Linked DNA regions of Mus musculus: regions 2 and 3 are each linked to region 1. The links are chromatin contacts, called in public Hi-C and HiChIP or PLAC-seq maps. All regions are on one chromosome and are shown on one strand. The core of a region is the stretch at or near the end of the contact, and the rest is flanking DNA. Distances in the headings are between cores, read along the strand shown. Region 1 has its middle 40 kb from the start of Epas1. Region 2 overlaps Prkce (protein kinase C, epsilon). Region 3 overlaps Prkce (protein kinase C, epsilon).

Region 1 (2,769 bases), core at 62-2,561:
CTGTGCTTTCACTAGCTGATATGGGCCTCCACGTCCCAATGTCAGTCTCCCGGTGTGCACACACACGTGCCCGCTATGAGTGTGCACCATGCTACACATCCTCTGCCTTTTCCACAAATAGTGTACAATAAACACACTCCATGGCACTTGAAGTTGGTTGGTTTGTGTGTTTGGTTTTGGTTTTATTTTGAGAGACAGCCTCTCTGTAGCCCGGGATGCTTGGCAACTCTATCTTCCAGGCTGGCCATGAACTCACAGAGATGTGCCTGCTTCTGGCCCTTCGGTGCTAGAATTATTTATATTTGTTATTTTTAAGTGTGTGTGGGCACATATCTGAGCACACTCACAAGCTCTCGAACACAAGAGTGGAGTGCCCACAGAACCTAGAAGAGGGGGTTAGATTTCCCTGGAGTGGTTGTAATACATGTGCCGCGGTCCTGGGAACGGAGCTGAGCTCCTCTGCAAGAGCAATGTGTGCTCAGAATCACAACTCCATGTTTCCCGACCCATCATAGATCTTCTAAGGCATGCGTTGCACCAGTTCCACAACAGTCTCTCATCTGTTAGCTCAGAATTTAGCTAATTCATTTTCTATCATTGGATATTTAGGGTGTTTCCAAGATTCCAGTTTTAGATGAAAGATAATAAGGCTGACATTTGTCCACAAATCTCATATTTGTAAATAAAATTTAGTTCATCCATAAAGTTGGCATAGCGCGAAGAAAGGTGGTCTTGGTTTTGTTTGTCTGCTTGCTTTTGAGGCTTTTAAGCATTAATGCAAAATTCATACAATGTAAAACTCATCATGTTACAATGTGTTCTTTGTGACATTTAGTGCAGTCACTGGGTTAAGACAATGATCACAGCCATTGAATTCTCGAAGGAACTCTACTCACAAAGCTGCAGGCCCCATCCCATCCTCCCCTCGAGCTGGGAATACTTTTCCTTTCTGAAATACATTCCTTGGAGAAACACCGGAAAATTTTATTTTGACTCCTTGATTTAGAGCTCTCTCCCTCTCTTTCTCTCTCTCTCTCTCTCTCTCTCTCTCTCTCTCTCTCTCTCTCTCTCTCTCTCTGTGTGTGTGTGTGTGTGTGTGTGTGTGTGTGTGTGTGTGTGTGTGTGTATTTGGATGGCAGGGTTTCTCTGTGTAGCCCTGGTTGTCCTGGAACTCATTTCAGAGATTTCTTGCTCTGACTCATTTCAGAGATTTCTTGCTCTGGGCCTGAGGAGAGAGAGGCAGAGTGTGTGGTAGAGCAGAACTCACCTCCTAGTGCTAGGAAAGCAGAGGAGAGTCCACAGCAAAGTCAAATTCCCAAGGACACGCCCACGGGATGGACACGCCCAGGGGACGTGCTACCCTCGACCAGGGCTCACTTCTGAGGCTTTCCATTCCATCCTAGGAATGCCACCCGATTACAGACGGAGAATGCATCGAGGGAGGAACCCACTGACAAGGTCACAGCCCTCAGGGTCTGATTACTTCCTGGAAACCATTTGGGGAGACACCCAAAGCAAAGCAGACCTTCTCTCAGCTCTTTAAATATTGGCTCAAAAACATTTACCACTCTAATACATGAGGGCTACATTTCCATGGCCAACACACAATTTATTTTTATTTTTCACAACTTTATTGTGGTCAGAAATTTCAAACCTAAGAAGGTTGGAAAAGGGGCTGGAGAGATGGCTCAGCAGTTAAGAGCACCGACTGCTCTTACAGAGGTCCTGAGTTCAATTCCCATGGTGGCTCACGACCATCTGTAATAGGATCCAATGCTTTCTTCTGGTGTGTCTGAAGACAGTGACAGTGTACTCATATAAATAAAAATAAATAAATAATATTAAAAAGAGAAGGCTGAAAAAAAAGAATCAGGTGAATGCCCTTACCCTCTTTACTTCACCCTCCTTCAGTGGTGGAACTTACAAATCTCTTATATAATTTTTCGCATATACATCTTCTCTTCTCCTTCTGTGTATTCATACTTTTTTTTGGTTAAATGGGTTGAAAATATCAAGACACCATGATCTTCCACTCACTTCTCAGAACAATTATATATCTTCCCAGGACTGTAATACTCTAACCAAGCTTGCAAATCTAGATGTGATATTCAATATTTATGTGTTCGAAAAATGCATGTCAATATGACAGATAAGTTAGATGTAACCATATCAAACTCAATCTCTCTCCCTCTCCCCCTCCCTTCCCCCCCCCCCCCCGGCTTGAAGTGTACCACCCTCGAGACTCACATCCTGACACACATCACCTGCACTCGTAGGCATGTGGTTGTGGGAATGTTCATAAACCTCTTCAGCATAAGATTCTTCCTGTGCAAACCTGAGCTTTTGATAATTTAAATTACAAAATGTAAACACTGCCTCTACAGCATGGGAAAATGTACAGCAAATCTAAGGTATTCGATTATTTACAATGGTTCAGCTAAAATGGACATTAGGAGACAACTTTAGATCGGTCCACTGTACAGATGAGAAAACTGAGGTCCAGCATGAGAAGTGGGGTCCTCCCACTGTAGCTGTATTTGAGCTCCTGTATTATTTTGCACGCCCATTGGAAGTGTACTAATATAATCCAAGGTGTCCAGCCTGTACACTTGCAATCCGGTGCACTCAGGTTAATGCCTAATTAGTGTGTCTGCATGTTTTGGATGGACAATTCTCTATTTCTCTGGCAAAGGCAGTCTTTACTTCCAGTGGACATAGATCCTAGTGCGCCCCCTCCCCCCGCAGAGACCAGCAGCAGGCACAGGCACC
Region 2 (2,700 bases), core at 157-2,656, 180 kb before region 1:
GGTGACGGTGCGTCTGGTTAATATACGAGGTCTCCTTATCGCTTTCCGCTCAGGGTTGGACATTTGCAACCTTACCATCTAAAGGGAGCAAACATTCGGAGTGAATAAACTGAATGGTAGTCACTCTGTGTTCCGTTCATTTCTTTGTTTGCTTTTGTTTTGAGACAGAGTTTCACTATATAACCCTTAGTGGTCTGGAACTTGCTTTGTAGACCAGACTGGCTTCAAACTGACAAGAGATTTCCCTGCTCTGCCTCCTGAGTGCTGGGATTAAATGCATGTGCCACCACCCCAACCACCAGCATATTCTATATTTTATTAATGAATATGAGAACATTTCTTGGGCTCAGAATTATTCACTATTGGAAGTTGAGAGAAGGGCCATTTGGTCCAACATATATTTTCTCTGAAGGACATAGTGGTTTATTACAGAAATGTATTTCCAGTCCCCTTAGAACTGAAGTTAACAAAATGGATAACCAGTGTAGGCCCTCCTGCTCCAGTCATGATGTGTGAAGTCACACAGGCTGGCCTCTTCATGAGCTTTGTGTGAACAGCCCAGGAGCCTGCTATACTGGAATATCATTGCTGCTCACAAATACGTCATGACACCCACTGTAGATGAGGCTTGAAGTGGGTCTCAGAGTCACCATGGCCCAGGTGACCACACAGTCACTGTGACTGAGAGACTTTTGGAGGGAGACAGGAAAGCCACTATGATCAGTGGTGCCCTCTCATGCTAGGCACACAAAGATGGCTTTGCCTCCCAGGTCCCTGAAGGCCACTGTGGCAGAGGATTCAGAGCCAGAAGACCTTGGGCTCACCAGGGTCCCTCTACCCTCTCACTGGTGTCTACCTGGTGTTCATCCCCGGGACCCAAGGATTCACGGATGAACCTGTCAGTCTTACAGTCAGACAGAAGGTCTGCTTGTTTGTTTCTGTAATGGTTTGCTCTTCATTCTGTTTTTTTGTTTGTTTGTTTGTTTTGTTGTTGTTTGTTTGGTTTTTTTGTTTTTTGTTTTTGAAAAATTAGTTTGTTTTATTGTCTCTGATTCCTCCCTGGCCAATGTTGTGGTTAGCCCAGTGTCCCAGAGAGGCCCTTTCAGTCAGTTTATGGAAACTGAGTCCTTCCTTAAAATGGTTCCTGTAGACGGGCTGGAGTGGAGCTCAGTACTGGAGCCTGTGCTTAGTGTGGACAGGGGCCTGGGCTTAGCTCTGAGGATGGGGGGGGGGGGTAGCTCAATGGGACAGCACCTGTCCAGCATGCCTGAACACCGGGGTCTGATACCCAGAATGACAAAGAAAAAAATGCATGCTAGAGAAAATTTCAGTGCCTCCTTGGCACCTAATCGGGGCTGCCACCTGGTCACCTCAGCACAGGGCTGGCAGTCCTGAGTGTCCTGTTGGCACCTTGCCCCCATTCACTCTTCAGTTAAATACTCCTTGCTAGGAGTACAGTGCTGTTGAGGGCTGGGGACGTGAGTCGAGCCAGCTAGACGAAGGCTCCTGCTGAAGACAAGATGGAAGGCAGGGCTGAGAGCCAGGGAGTGTGCTGTGGTCTCCCTGTGGGTCTTCCTGGCACATGGATGGGCTTGCTCCATCCAGTCAGTCTCTTCCTGCAAGCCACGGGCCGTGTGTCATGAGCGTCCCGCTAGATTGCTAAAGCTGTGCTTGGGAATTAGAAACAGGACACAAACTGAGGACTAAGCAGTAAACGGGAAAGCCGGAAAGGATGCTGCCTGGGGTTCTCTGAGACCCACAGCAATGCTCTCCTTACTGGCAGATTGCATTTCCCCTCCCACTCCTGACCATAGGTCCTTTCATTTCCTGTATCCTTTTCACTAAATTGAAGGATTAATGTACATGTTATGCACTTAAACAAAATGCATAGATATTCAAGCAGTTTCTCCATCTTACTAGATAGATTCTTAGCATTCACATTAAGAATGGCTAAAGGGGCCGGGCAGTGGTGGCTCACGCCTTTAATCCCAGCACTTGGGAGGTACAGGCAGGCAGATTTCTGAGTTCAAGGCCAGGCTGGTCTACAAAGTGAGTTCCAGGACAGCCAAGGCTACATAGATAAACCCTGTCTCGAAAAAGCAAAACAAACAAACAAACAAAACAAAAAACAAAACAAAACAAAAAAATGCCCAATGGAGAAAAGCGAACAATTTTCTCCCTACAGACCTTACCAAGTATCTTGCAGTTAACCATTTCAGCCACTAGGTGGCGAGAGTAGTTAGCAAGGCAAGTGGGTCTTTGTGACTCATCCAGGCAGGAAGAGGAGACTGGAGACCTAAAATAGTTTAACTGAGCGAGGTGACCAAACGGGTGCCGTTCTAGAAGGATACACTCTGAAGCTTCTGGTTTCCAGTATTGGCAAATATTTCCTTTCATATACAAAATTCTAAAGTTAGACAGGAAGAAAAATAAGAGTAGGACTAGCTCTCAAAAAGCAGAGCCGTAGAAGCTTGCCCTGTCTGGTCCTACTTTTGTCTGTTTGAAACGAAGACGCTGAAATAATTTCTGAGCTCATAAGCAGACTACAGTGTCTGCAGCTGCGCTCTAAACCCCACCCGGTGGGGACAGAGCTGTTTGGAGCTCTATGAAACAGGCCGAGTTTGTTTGTTTTTATTTTAAATAGAAGTAAACCGCGCTCCCAGGATAGAGAGCCCAGCTACCGTGCTACTCTGACCATCT
Region 3 (2,935 bases), core at 50-2,549, 220 kb before region 1:
ACCATTCTGCTCTTCTTCTCCACGTGAGAGGAGAGCTGGATAATTGTGTAGTGGATCCGGGCCTTTGCCCTTGAGGGCATTTCCCCCAGATCTCTGCTGCACTCTATGCCTTGTGGGGCTGTGCCCACCAGTGATGGTCCTGGCAAAATGCAAAGAGCCCAGAAAAATGAGGGGCATTTCAGATATCTGTCTATCTGTCTCCTTGTCTGTCTTAATACCGTGCCTGGTGTAGCAGTTAGGTTCTCTCATTTGTGCTGGGCTCTGGGAAGCAGCCAGGAGTGAAAGGCCTAATTCACCATTCCAAGGCCATTCTGAGGGAAGGCTCCGTGAAGCCCTCAGGCACAGGGCCTGCCTCTGCAGGCACTCACCTGCCCTATCTGTCCCGAGATCACCTGGCAGGGAGGTTACTGAAATTTCCTCAGATGGCAACTGCTGAATCGATCACATTCTTTAAAAACTAGCTTAATAAGAAACAGACCCCAGGCCTCTGGTTTACGTGTGGCTCTGGCTTAGGCTATGAGCAGGGCTAGGTCTGAATCTGAGCAGGATTCTAGGGAACTGAGCATGCTCAGAACTCCCAGGTCTGCACGTAAGGTAGACAGGATAGGGGTCCTGAAGACTCTGAGCGCTTAGCTGGCTTCTTAGGCAAAATCACACCATCGCAAGCAGCTTGGAGCCCGTTTTACATAGGCTGTATTTTGTAGGTGACAGAATCCGCACCCTCTCAAGTTCCTTGGGTTATGTTCGGTTTACTTTGACGGCAACATTGGAATAGCATTCTTCAAAGTTCCCAGGAAGGAGAATGACCTGCAACTATTTGGAGATAAATGAAAACGCCAACTGATAGGCAAATGCCAAGAAAACAGACTCCCCATAAGCCCTCAGGGGAAGGAATTGTGTCTTTACCTGCAGCACTGTGGATAAAACTGTAAAGGCAAACACAGGGCACGATTAAGTACACACAGATAAAGAGGTTATGTTCAGTAAGAAAAGATAGCAGCAGCTTGTCATGAAGCAGGCAAGGGAGGGCCAGTGCGGAGAGCAAGAGGTTTGTCTTTATGTCTCTTATGTGTACCGACTTAGAAGTAACAACCCCAAATAACTAGACAGAGGAGAAAACTCTCCCACAAAGAGAATCGACTGGAAAATAAATCTCCCAGGAAGGTAGACTGCAAGTTGAAAGCAGAGTCAGGGTAATGTCTCCCGTTTGTCAAGGAAGAGGAAGCAAGCCAACAGAAGGGGAAGGTGAAAGCGGCCCCATGCTCAGAGACGCTATTCTCTGAAGTAGCCCTCTTAAAAACCAGGAAATGTGGGCTGCAGAGATGGCTCAGCAGTTAGGGGCACTGTCTGCTCTTCTAGAGGTCCTGAGCAACCACGTGGTGGCTCACAACCATCTGTAATGGGATCCGATGCCCTCTCCTGGTGTGTCTGAAGACATGTACTTATATAAGTAAATAAACAAGTCTTTTTTTAAAAATCGGGAAGTGTGTAAAATGTTCAACCCTTTAGTTCTAAAACTATCTATTTCAAGGATATAATGCCAAACAAAATTTTAAATTGTGTCCAAAAGCACTCAGCGCAACTTATATAGAACTTAATTGGGTATAACTTGTTTCTAATATGAAGGAGATAGCAGAATCAATTATAGTGTATTTACTTTGAACTGAGTACCAGCAATCATGATAGAGATGAAGACTTTATAGGAAAATACATATAACATATTGCTTCTTCTGAAAGTCTGTATGTGTGTGTGGTATGGTGGGGCACACCTAATATTTTAGCATTTGGATGAAACAGAAGTGTCATGAGTTCAAGACCAACATGGGCTACATAGTGGGAACTGTCAAAAGAAATGAAGAAAGAGGGAAAAGGCGAGAAGAGAAAGATACAAGGGAGAGATAGGAAGCACGCTACATTTGTTCTCTGATAATTACAGTATCACTAGTGGAGATGAAGATATGAATAATTAGCCCCTGTGCATTAAACTTCTCTTACCTGAGCACTGTGCCAGAGATTTAAAAAAAAAAAACCCCTTAGGTAGTTTCCCTAAACGTTTAAAATGTTAGCTTCCTAAACATCTTCATTAAAAATGAAAGAAAGAAACAATTGACACTTAGATATTTGACATCATTTGGTTCTGTGGGTGTGAAGACTGACCAGATGTGTTAAAACTGGTTGCAGGTCATGTTGGCGGAACTCAAAGGCAAAGATGAAGTCTACGCTGTGAAGGTCTTGAAGAAGGACGTTATCCTACAAGACGATGATGTGGACTGCACAATGACAGAGAAGAGGATTTTGGCTCTGGCTCGGAAACACCCTTATCTAACCCAACTCTATTGCTGCTTCCAGACCAAGGTATGCTTAAGAAGGGGCTGGCCAGCTGACCTCTTGGGTAGTATCGTGGCATCTAACACACAGAATCTAAGCTATCAGAAACCACTTTTGACCGTCTGCGTACCTCTCTCCAAGACTTAGTGTGGTGGAGTGGATTTTACCCTTGCAGAGATAGGCGTTCGATTGAACACCATATGTGTGTCTGTGCAGGGATGAAAGATCGATAGTGCACTTTCAGATTGTGGCAACTCAAAGCCAAATGGTCAACCCCAGTGTTGACTCATTGGAAAAACCAACAGATGCGGTGTAAACCCGGTTCCAGCTCTTTTCAATCAACAGTAAGATTGCTTCTAGGCTGCTTCAGCTCAAAAGAAGAAAAAAAAAAAAAGCAAAAGCTACCTTCATCCTTCTACCTTGTGTGATGTCATAGGAGATGTTGAATCTAAACAAATGCTTGGAATTCCACAGTGAAATCCAACCATATAAAAGTTACCTGGCTGCCAGCAGGTGGCAGTAAAGGATGAGTGTGTGTATGGACATTGTAGCACACACCCACACCCATCTGATTTGGTATTATTCTTACAGAAACAGCACATGTTCT

Evidence for each region. A called contact is a pair of places that touch in the nucleus more often than the background predicts. HiChIP or PLAC-seq counts read pairs in DNA pulled down with a chosen protein or histone mark.
Region 2: a contact with region 1 is called in an H3K27ac HiChIP or PLAC-seq map of extraembryonic endoderm stem cells. The contact joins two enhancer-like sites. A contact is called at or near these places in 2 of 39 promoter capture datasets (embryonic stem cells and liver), 1 of 15 datasets of contacts at CTCF or cohesin (pro-B cells), 6 of 484 Hi-C or Micro-C datasets (MC3T3-E1-derived osteoblasts, Sertoli cells, granulocyte-monocyte progenitors and 2 more) and 4 of 115 datasets of contacts at active chromatin or transcription factors (bone marrow-derived macrophages, extraembryonic endoderm stem cells, liver and 1 more).
Region 3: a contact with region 1 is called in a Hi-C map of liver, with 2.7 times the contacts expected there. The contact joins two enhancer-like sites. A contact is called at or near these places in 4 of 39 promoter capture datasets (hippocampal neurons, liver, neural stem cells and 1 more), 3 of 484 Hi-C or Micro-C datasets (liver and uterus) and 4 of 115 datasets of contacts at active chromatin or transcription factors (cardiomyocytes, extraembryonic endoderm stem cells, hepatocytes and 1 more).

What each region holds. Positions count from the first base shown.
Region 1 is chr17:86,712,445-86,715,213 of GRCm38.p6, forward strand. No RefSeq gene overlaps it. Among named protein-coding and RNA genes, the nearest start is that of Epas1, 40 kb to the right of the region's middle. Within about 2 kb of position 1,312, at least 46 of the 459 cell types and tissues checked have an H3K27ac peak or open chromatin away from gene starts, as enhancers often do. A contact at or near this core is called in extraembryonic endoderm stem cells, hepatocytes and liver, where this site is marked.
Region 2 is chr17:86,533,770-86,536,469 of GRCm38.p6, forward strand. All of the region lies in intron 10 of Prkce (protein kinase C, epsilon), which reads left to right. Among named protein-coding and RNA genes, the nearest start is that of Gm30284, 90 kb to the left of the region's middle. Within about 2 kb of position 1,407, at least 123 of the 459 cell types and tissues checked have an H3K27ac peak or open chromatin away from gene starts, as enhancers often do. A contact at or near this core is called in extraembryonic endoderm stem cells and liver, where this site is marked.
Region 3 is chr17:86,493,757-86,496,691 of GRCm38.p6, forward strand. It overlaps Prkce (protein kinase C, epsilon), which reads left to right. Exons shown (of 15, transcript NM_011104.3): 10 at 2,182-2,355. Among named protein-coding and RNA genes, the nearest start is that of Gm30284, 50 kb to the left of the region's middle. Within about 2 kb of position 1,300, at least 26 of the 459 cell types and tissues checked have an H3K27ac peak or open chromatin away from gene starts, as enhancers often do. A contact at or near this core is called in extraembryonic endoderm stem cells, hepatocytes and liver, where this site is marked.